2 separate regions of the Zea mays genome follow, and region 2 is linked to region 1. The links are chromatin contacts, called in public Hi-C maps. All regions are on one chromosome and are shown on one strand. The core of a region is the stretch at or near the end of the contact, and the rest is flanking DNA. Distances in the headings are between cores, read along the strand shown. Region 1 has its middle 18 kb from the start of LOC103646601. Region 2 holds the start of LOC103648739 (dnaJ homolog subfamily C member 2).

Evidence for each region. A called contact is a pair of places that touch in the nucleus more often than the background predicts.
Region 2: a Hi-C map of leaf shows a contact between it and region 1, with 2.1 times the contacts expected there. The contact joins the promoter of LOC103648739 here to the enhancer-like site in region 1. A contact is called at or near these places in 5 of 25 Hi-C or Micro-C datasets (leaf and tassel).

Annotation. Positions count from the first base shown.
Region 1 is chr2:77,375,356-77,380,427 of Zm-B73-REFERENCE-NAM-5.0, forward strand. No RefSeq gene overlaps it. Among protein-coding and RNA genes, the nearest start is that of LOC103646601, 18 kb to the left of the region's middle. Within about 2 kb of position 1,391, at least 9 of the 20 cell types and tissues checked have an H3K27ac peak or open chromatin away from gene starts, as enhancers often do. A contact at or near this core is called in leaf, where this site is marked.
Region 2 is chr2:77,874,297-77,879,254 of Zm-B73-REFERENCE-NAM-5.0, forward strand. LOC103648739 (dnaJ homolog subfamily C member 2) reads right to left here and starts at 2,428. Exons shown (of 2, transcript XM_020548342.3): 1 at 2,104-2,428.

The DNA of each region.
Region 1 (5,072 bases), core at 141-2,640:
GTGCGCGGTTGTCTTTTCACGTATGGAATAGTCGGGTTCAAGCTTACCCTGTCCCATATCCAGGGCATGTGGCCAGTTAAGATAGTCCTTGATCATACAGGCCTACATACACATCCAATCCTTAATTAACCTGGGTGGAGCATCACCTGTTCCTAACCCAAGTCCCGATTTAAGTACTTCCATCCTTAGGATTGTTTGTGTTCCTTAGGATGAAAAGAGCATTATAGGGAACTTTGCAGTAAGATCCCACCATGCTCCCATTGAAAATATTCTTGCAGGTAGAATCTATCATTCCTCAGGATAACCCCTGAGCTAGGCATTATTGCAAAGGACAACCTCTATCCACAAGATCTAAGCAGGGCTAAGCATTTTTGTAAATCATATTTTGATACTTCATCAGAAGTATCTATAAAGGTATGGATATCAAGGTAGGCAATGCATCCAATAGTTTCCAATCAACTCCTATAAACTTAATGCACATTTCACTAGTCTTAAAGTGTATAAAAGTCATTTAAAATACAAGGAAGGGGCAAATGCACCGGGGCTTGCCTTTGTTGCAGTGAAGAGGCTTTAGATCCCTTTATCCAATACACAGTTAGATGGCTCCTCCACTTGATCAGCAACCACTGGAGTTGACTCCTTCAAACACCACTTCTTCTAGGTGTTCTACAATTCAATTACAAATACATGTATGCTTATGTAATGATATGAAATGCAAACTCTCACAAGGAAAGGTGGGGAATAGAAACACTACAACTAAAGCACATGACAAAGTATACACATGGTTCTACACCCCCAACAGTTGCTAAAAGTGGCCAAATCGAACTTACTTAAGTATTAATCTTCCTTTGGTTCCTTCATCCAAAGAACAACTCTTACTAGGTAAACTTATCTCCTTTTCCAAATGATTAACCCACACTTGATTAGGGATTAACCACTCTATTTTGGGGCCCTACAAGACTTTCTGAACAAATTGATTCCAAACATCCCCAAATTTTTACCAAGTACTCATATCCTAATAAAAAACTTCTCCAAAAAAATCCATAATTTTTAGTGCCCAATTCTAATTTCTCAAATTCCAATTGTCCTTCCAAGAGCACTTTTAAAATACTAAAATATACTGACAGCTCTAAAAAGCCTAAAACTAACTTCACCAGAGAGCTCCTGATTTTACACATCCCATAAAACATGTCCCATGATTTTTGGATTTTTCTACGATTTTTGGTACAATTTCCAAGATCTCTTATAAAAGAAAAGGCAAAATCCTAAATAGTCCCGCGGCCAAACCGTTAACATGTCCCAAATCCCAGGCATATCGGGTCCACGCTGAGGAGCCCATGCCTGAGGTTTTATAAAAAGGACCCCGCGCTCCGATTGAATTCTCGGGTCACTGACAGATGCACCTAAACCCCTCGGCTTTCCTTCTTTCACAATGCCTCGGCCGCGACACCGCCGCACAGTTCTCCGGTGAACCGGCACCGGATCCGCCATGATCACACATCGCAGACGACGGCGACGGTACCAACCAACTCTCCAGTCTACGGCAAACTCGGCCGTGCACTCAGTTTACCCACAGAGACTTTGGAACCACTCTATTGTCAGCGGTGGCGGACAGTTGCTCTGACTATCCTAATCTCGTGGTCGAGTTCAAATTAATGGCGTAGCGAGCTTCACTGACCTTCCAAAGTCTCGGTGCGTGCGCGAGATTGACCGGGGATGCCTCCAGTCGATCGGTCCACGGTGAGGCTGCCCGCGGCGCCAGTTCCACGATGACGTGACTCCGTTCTAGATCACACACCTCGGTAGAGTCCAAGAACCAAACGACGTGAGCCCTACTGGTCTACAGTGAACACAAAACATGCACTATACAGTTGGGGAATCGCTTGTGATTACCTGGCCACGACAAGGTGATCACAGAACAAACATAGCATGATTGTGTACCTTGCTGAGTTGTCCTCGCCACGGCGAGATGGCCAAACTGACCGGCATGGTCACTACTGGTAGGTCACGGCGTGCAAGCTTTGGACAGTGCCAACTTGGGAGGGGCTGGGGAGAGTTAACATCAGCATGAACACCAGGTCTCCAACATCTTTGTAGAGGTTTTTGGCTAGAGCTCGGAATTAGCAGAGACCAGCACTTAAGTATAGGAGTGGAGCTAAGGACAGATCCAATGGACTTGCCTACCTCGCTGTGATGAAAAACTAGCAGGGGGCCAGCACTGCAGGGTCAATACACCTGGCTCCCATGCACAATACCCGGTTGGCTCAGCACAACACAACCCAAATATCAGTTTTGCCCAGTTTTGCAGCTAGCAAACAAAACATATATTTTCTCTACTTGGGGATAGACTCAAATTGATTCAGGGACTTGATATTTAGTCCAGTAGCGTGTGAGGACTCTAGAACCTTTGTTGACCAGCCCAACCACATCTCAACTCGAGCACACTAGAGAAACCAGCAGGGAGAGGAGATCTTTTCTTCACCGCCAAATCTGATTCAAGGTTCAGTTAACTGAATTACTCTCTCCACTATCCCCAAATCAGTCCAAAAGTGGATATTTCAGTGGGAAAAAAACTCTAGAACCTGAGTTAGACCATACATCCTTATATCCATCCATATCACGATCCATAGCATCAGATGGGCACAACAGGGAGGGATAAAGCTTCTTCAGTTTACTAAATACAACTCTGAATTTACTCCATCAGTCCTGCTGCTCCCTCTGCATACCCACCTGTTTAAGCCCCTCTATCACCCAAATCCCCTCGACAACACACCCATCCCTTTTAACCAAGATTATTCTCCAACTATAGCTCTATTAGTTTATTGCAGCAGTCCAAGGCCAAAAATGCAGGGATCAAAAGTTATGATGCCCCAAACACAGGAAAAGATCACTGAAACCTCCAATTTTCAGTTACTGAACATCACAACCTCATCTTGACAGGGAACTTTCGGACACAACTTACTCCCAGTTTTACATAGCAATAGGCAGATCAAGTTTAACAAAACTTGTCGACCAAATGACCCTCTACCATTCCTCTACAGGGACCTTAGGCTTAAACCCCTTGGATCAATCACAAACAAGCTCCAAAATCCATAGAAAGACACTGAACCAAAACTCAAATTACTGCATCAGACCTGCACTTCACATGTCTGATAAAGGCAGTTTGAACACCTTTTTCTCCCTATTCCAAACAAGGACAGCTCAAGCATTCCTAAACAAACTTGTTCACTATCTAATCCCCTATCACTTTGCTATAGGGTCATTGGCTTATAACCACACAGATCAATGGTTATAGTGCTCCAAAGTTTAACAAAAATACTGAAACACTGATTTCAGCTAATTGACACAGCTCCATGCCAAACCTGACATAGAGGATTGCAGTACCATTATCTCCAAATTTTACACAGCAGCAAGGCTAACACTTTGCATAAGACTTACTCTCCTTCAAATGGTATTTAACTTTTCTACATGAAATAGGGCTCATACTCCATATATTAATTACCATAGAGCTCCAAATGTGGGTAAAAACACACTAAATTACTTAGAAACAGTCAACTAAATTTGTATACCTTTTGGCTGACAGAGCAAGTTTAGAGGTGTTTTACTCCCACTTTTATGCAGAACCAAGTCCAAACCTCTTTATAAAACATATTCTCTGTACTATGGGCTCCAACGTTGCCACATAGTTCATAGTCCAAAACCACAAGGGTTGGTCACAATAGGGCTCTAAACTTTGCATCACTACTGATTTCAGACTTTAAATTCTGAATACACTAAATCACTAGCCACCTGACAGTCCAACCTTTGAGTAGCTGTTACTTCACTTTTTATGTGGGATCATGTCCATCATCCTTTAATAAAGTTGTTCACCATTAGGTGGTCTTGAATTCCTCTACATACTCTACAGCCCAAAACCTCATGGATTAGGCACAATTGAGCTCCAAAAACAGCTACATATACTGAAATCTCAGTTTCAGTTCACTGTTCCCAATCTGAAAACTCAAAAAGTCTGACAACCCCACTTTGGATCACCTTTTCTCCTAGTTGTATATAGTTCCAGGGCTGTCACACTTAATAAAAGTTGCTCTCCTATACTTATGCTACAATTTTGATATAGTAGTCATTAACCAAAACCTCTTGGATTCCAAACTACAATAGCTCAAAGTTTGCTCCAATTGCTGAAATTCAGACTTTGAATTCTACCAAGTCTGAAATCCAGAAAGTCTGTTAGCTCTACTTTGGACCAGTTTTTCTCTAAGTTCCAAATAGCTTTAGAGCTAGGTGACTCAACCGAACTTATACTCCTCATGTAGCTCTATAACTTTGTTATAATGACCATCTTCAAAATGTTTATAGATCATAAGTTATAAAGGACCAAAATTGCCTAGTTGCTACTATTTTCAGCAATTCCAATTTGAGCTCAAAACTGAACTTTTGTGATTTACTCCAATTTTCTTCACACAACTTGGAAATCTCCAAATAACAAAATTGTGCAACTTTGGAAATCCTACCAACTTGGTATTTTTACCTCTTGCAAAATGTGGCTAGATCTCCAAATCCACTTTTGGGCTCCAGTTTAGGGGTTAGAGATACTCAACCACCCTAAGTACTTCACCACTTCTAATCCACATATCAAAAGCAAACTTATCCATCCTCCTAAAGCAAAGTTGCTCCTTAATCTCAAATCCAACTTTGGCTTATAGAACTCAGATCCAAAGTATCCTTGATTTAGGAGTTGTTTGCTTACACTCAATTCCAATCAAGGTTTTCAAGCCTTAGGATTTTAAAGTTAATCCTTCGGTCCAAGTATTTCTTCCACTTGATCTATCTTTGAAAACAAATTTTCTATAGACTCTAGGATTAACTTCAAGACTCCAAGTCAATTTGTTACTTGCTCAAGGGATGACCTACTCCTGTTTAGCTTAGGTCCTTAACTAGGTCCTCCACTCTGCACACAACATCACATTATTGTAAAATTATTGATCTAGTGAATGCATTCTAGGTGTAACAAGCAAGTTAATGCAAATGCTTATGATGACATGTCAGAGTTTTAGTTCACGTAACACCAGGGG
Region 2 (4,958 bases), core at 1,178-3,677, 500 kb after region 1:
GCTTAGTGTCGCCAGTTCTTCTACTGAGCATACTGAATTTTCATCTCCTTTCCAGGGCCTGTAATGACCAAATTTATAAGTGCCTTAAGAGAGGTTGGAACATACAAGGAAGTCATGCGCTCCGAAGCAGTGCATTTATTATTTAGAATGTGATTATATATTACTTAGGTCAAATACTTGTTTTCCCTCATAATGAGATGCTTATACTAGGAAGGCCTAAAAGTGACTGCACCTTAAAACATCCCTTTATAGTCTGTTATTAAAATATCAAGGTGTCAGTGTGAGTTACCAAATGATGAAACCTTAATAATTTCATACTTTTTATGGATAGCCTTGACAATTGTAAATGCCAGCCATTTATACACTCAAAGAATCAATTTTGTCTGGTTTTGCTCTTGATTTAGAATGCAGTAATGGTCCACCACCACGTGAAAGAAACTCTGCTGCTCTCAGAGATTCATTTCACTTCTCGAGATTTTGTTCACCCATTGGATACTCTGATACAGCACTGTCAGCAACTGGTTCAGTTTGCTTGATTGAAGCAATATCAGATGAAACAGGCAATGCTGCTTCTGCAGCACATAGTCATAACTTCATTTTAAAGTTCATTTTATAGTATCCCTTCCCTTCCTTGGTTAGACCACGCGGCCCAGTTAGTTCTTTCGGCCCATATGACTGTATGCTTTTCGCCTAGTTAACATATTTTGCCATTTCAGACCAGGTTCTTTGCTTTTTGTCTTGACTGAATTTAATTGTTTTTGTCTTTCTTCTTGTTTATTATGCCTTACTTTAATTTGTATATTGAATTTTAAGTATATTTTACAAATATAGTTTAGACACAGTTCTCACGTACCTATAAAAAAACTCACTCGTATTCTAAGCTACTCTTCTAAGGCTATTTTTAGTCGTATTACTTATCTCATCTTCTATTTCAAATCCAACTTTGTAAACAATACGGTTTGCCGTGCAAACCATTGTTTGTGTGACTATATACGGTATTCTAACCACAGCATGACAGCAACTCCATGAGACTAGCTAAATCATTTTGTAAAAGTAAATTTGGCTAGTAATATACGACAAGTCCTTGTACAATTCTATGAAACCGGGAACATGGAAGCATGTGGGGTTCCACGTTCCGTGGCCTGATCGGTTTCGTGGCCTGATCGGGAACGGGACCATATGGAACATCGTATGGAACCATGGTTGGGACACGACCCTCACCCAAGTAGGATGTCGGATAAACCATCATCCTGCACAAGCAAGGGGCATGTACCTTCGCGGAAGCGAAGCACCGCATGGATATTGGAGGAGCGGAGGTCAGAGGACTGGCAAAGCAATAAGACAAAGGGATCGCCAACCATGTGCTCATATTACATGGACAAATTGTTAATCATGTCACGTTGCTTTGAATTATTTTTTTCTATACAGGAATATTTACTAGTTGGCTGTTTTGGGAACCTCGTTCCACATTATCGTTCCAAAATTTTACGGTTGGCGTTCTGGTTATCAAATAGAGCATACAAGGAGCTATAGCCCCTTTGTTCCATGCCTCCAAAAAATAGTGATCCTCGACCCGAGTTCCCGTTCCTCAATCTCTTCGCCCCAGGAACTTGGCTTCTTGGCAGCGTCGCGCCACTGAAGAAAAAAGATGACCAAGCCCAGGATTCACAAGCTTCTACGCAAACGTGAACCATCTGGGGAGATACGCATCCAGTGATACGAGGTTACCTAAACAATTAGGTCTAACCTAGACATAACATGAAACGAAAAAAATCGACGGATCAACCACCGAAAACCGCAATGCACAACAGATCTCCATCTTTCTCTGGAGAATCTAAGCCGCAACATACTCCGAAGAATCTAATGCGTACAGCCGCAACAGCCGCATCCACGGTCCCTAGGGAGGGGATACCCTGCGGATCGACGACGGTGAGTCACAAAATTCAACAGATGCGCGTCTACCGACAACCAACGGACGCTCGGAAGCCAGAAATGGACGCGAATCTCAACCTTGCGGCTAGATACGGGCGCTTACGGCGCAAATCAGGACATGGAAGCGAGACAACGAACCGAGGGTTGAGCGGGCAAAGGAAAGGGCCTTACCGAGAGGCAGCGGCGAGGAGATGGAGGGCGACCGGCGGCGAGGAGATGGAGGGCGACCGGCGGCGGGGTCGGTGGACTGCGGCTGCTCCGGATATCTCTCGCTTCTGCGCTCGAAAATGGAGAACTGCGGCTGGTTTTGTATTGAAGAGGGAATGAGTACCCGGGGACGGATGGGCCCAACACCTCCAGCAGGCCGTCCGATCTCGCCACTGACGGTGGAGATGGCTCCGGGCGCCCGCGTCAAGGAGACGCTCGATACTCGGAAACGCATAATGGTTTTCCTTTTTCGTTTTCGAAAAAAAACACGCATCGGCATGGCTGCCTCGGGTTCAGGGATGGCAACCCGTCGGGTTTTGGCTTCCCGTACCTGTCCCCGCGACAAAAAAAATTCCCCGCGGGGATCCCCACGAACTCTTGCGTGGGATTTCTTCCACATCCCCGTTCCCCGCGGGGATAAATCCCCATCGGGGATCCCCGTCCCCGTTTAAATTATAACTATGACATACTTTCTTTGTTATTAATATAAAACATTATCACTTATATACATTGTCAGATGTTAGAACTCATTATGTGTACATCAAAATAACATATTTATACAACGAGTTATCTCTTAACAATGTAATTATTTATTTTTATCATTATATATTACATGAAAACATTATCATATATAAGTTTAACGGGTCCCCATCCCCGTCTCCGTTTACCCATCGGGGGAGGATTTTCCCCCGTTTACATCCCGCGGGGGGAGAACCTTCCCCATCCCCATCTCCTAATGGAGGAATTCCCCGCGGGGAATCGGGGATCGGGGCCCCATTGCCATCTCTACTCGGGTTGCAAACAGCAAACGTTACGTCTGCTACTCATGAATATTTTCCAACAAATATCTGTCGTTGCATAATCTTTATTTATTTCTTCAAATATTGCCATGAATCTTCTAGCAATATGAAATTTAACATTCACATTGAAGTTGAAAAAAACGTACTCAAAAGGGAGGACAGTTTTTACACAATACAATATCACCCTAGTGTAAGATGTGATTGTTGGGGCCTTCGACTTCCGAAGGTCCTCAAAAACATGATTTGACAATGTTTTCCAAGTGAAATATGCGAACAGCTATCTTCGGAATCGGGTTACGGGTATACAAGAGTATGGTCAAGACGAAGCTTGAAGTGGGATGAAAGGCGATCATGACGAAGGATAAGACAATCACGAAGCTATACGCAGAAAAGCTTCGGCATGACAGCAGAAAAGGGGAACCGACTTAAAGATGAAAAGCCAAATTAGACCTCGAAGAATTACTATAGAGTTATTGATAAATGTAAAGGGCATTAATGTAATTTTACACGGGCTGCGTCCCGTGCCTATAAATAGATGAACAGTACTCCCGTACTGTTCACGCTGACTTGGCATCCGCTTTTCGCATCACGCATGTACCTTTACTTTCCGTCAGTCTGAAGGTACATTTATAATTTGTTATTATGGATATGATAATGCAAATAAAAAATAAATTGATGATAATATCTGCAATATTATTTGTATTTCATATACGCATTCTTCTTTATCATCTATCGAGCTTACGAAGGTCTTTTCCTTCGTAACCTTCGTCCGGAATTCATTATATCCGAAGGAACATAATGTCTTGAAGGACGAAGGACTTTAACATTTAACATTCTTTATGTCGCCTTGTTCTTAGTCCGAAGCATTTGAGAACAAGTCCCCAACATTGGCGCCCACCTCCGGTGAACTCACGTCCATTTTTTGAGTTTTGAACATCTTCGGCAAGCATCACCTTCGTCATGCCGCCGAAGAAAGCTTCAGCCACAGGGGCTGCCACTCTGCAGCCGCTAGATCCCAATCAGGATGTCCTTTCTCTTAGGGAGGCACGAAGCCAGAAGAGGAAGGCCACCAGTCCAACGCCTCCGGAGGACGACTTGGATCAAGAAATCCAAAACTTGGAGATGCTCCATCAGCAGGTTCAACGAAAGAAGGAAAAGATGGCTCGTCTAGCTGACCTACAGAGGCAGATAGATGAAGCTTCGGAAGAAGTTCGTCATCTTGCTCAAGATGACCAGAATCGAAGGCCTCCGCGCAGAGAGCTCCATCAGGAGGGCTTCTACAATGAGGACGACTGGTATGAAGATTTCCATCATGGAAATTTTGCTTTTGATGATGCTTCTCCTCTGTCAACAGAACTGTAGGCTACACCATGGCCCTAGTCTTACAAGCCACCCCAGCTCCCCATGTACGACGGTCATTCAGACCCGAAGCAATTCTTGATGAGCTATGAAGCAACCATATCTTTGTATGGTGGCAATACTGCTGTCATGGCAAAGTCTTTCGTTATGGCTGTCAAGAGTGTTGCACAAACCTGGTACTCCTCTCTTCGGCCAGGAACAATCACCTCATGGCAAAAGCTGAAGGACATGTTGATAACCAGCTTTCAAGGGTTTCAGACGAAGCCGGTCACTGCTCAAGCTTTATTCCAGTGCACCCAGGACCACGAAGAATACCTTCAGGCGTATGTCCGAAGGTTCCTGCGTCTGAGGGCACAGGCACCAACAGTGCCCAATGAAATTGTCATTGAGGCCATGATTAAGGGACTTCGGCCGGGACCTTTAGTTCAATAGTTTGCCAGGAAGCCTTTTCAAACTTTGGAGAAGCTGCTCCAGAAGATGGACGAGTATATTCGAGCTAACAATGACTTTCGCCAAAGAAGGGAGGAAGCATTCAGGTTCTCTGAAATGACCAGGGGCTTCGGAGGAAGATTCCATCCGAGGCACGTCAGGTCAATTCACAATTCTACTCAAAGTGATGATAGAGGGAGTCAACAGCAAAGGCCACAGTATTCCTCGCAA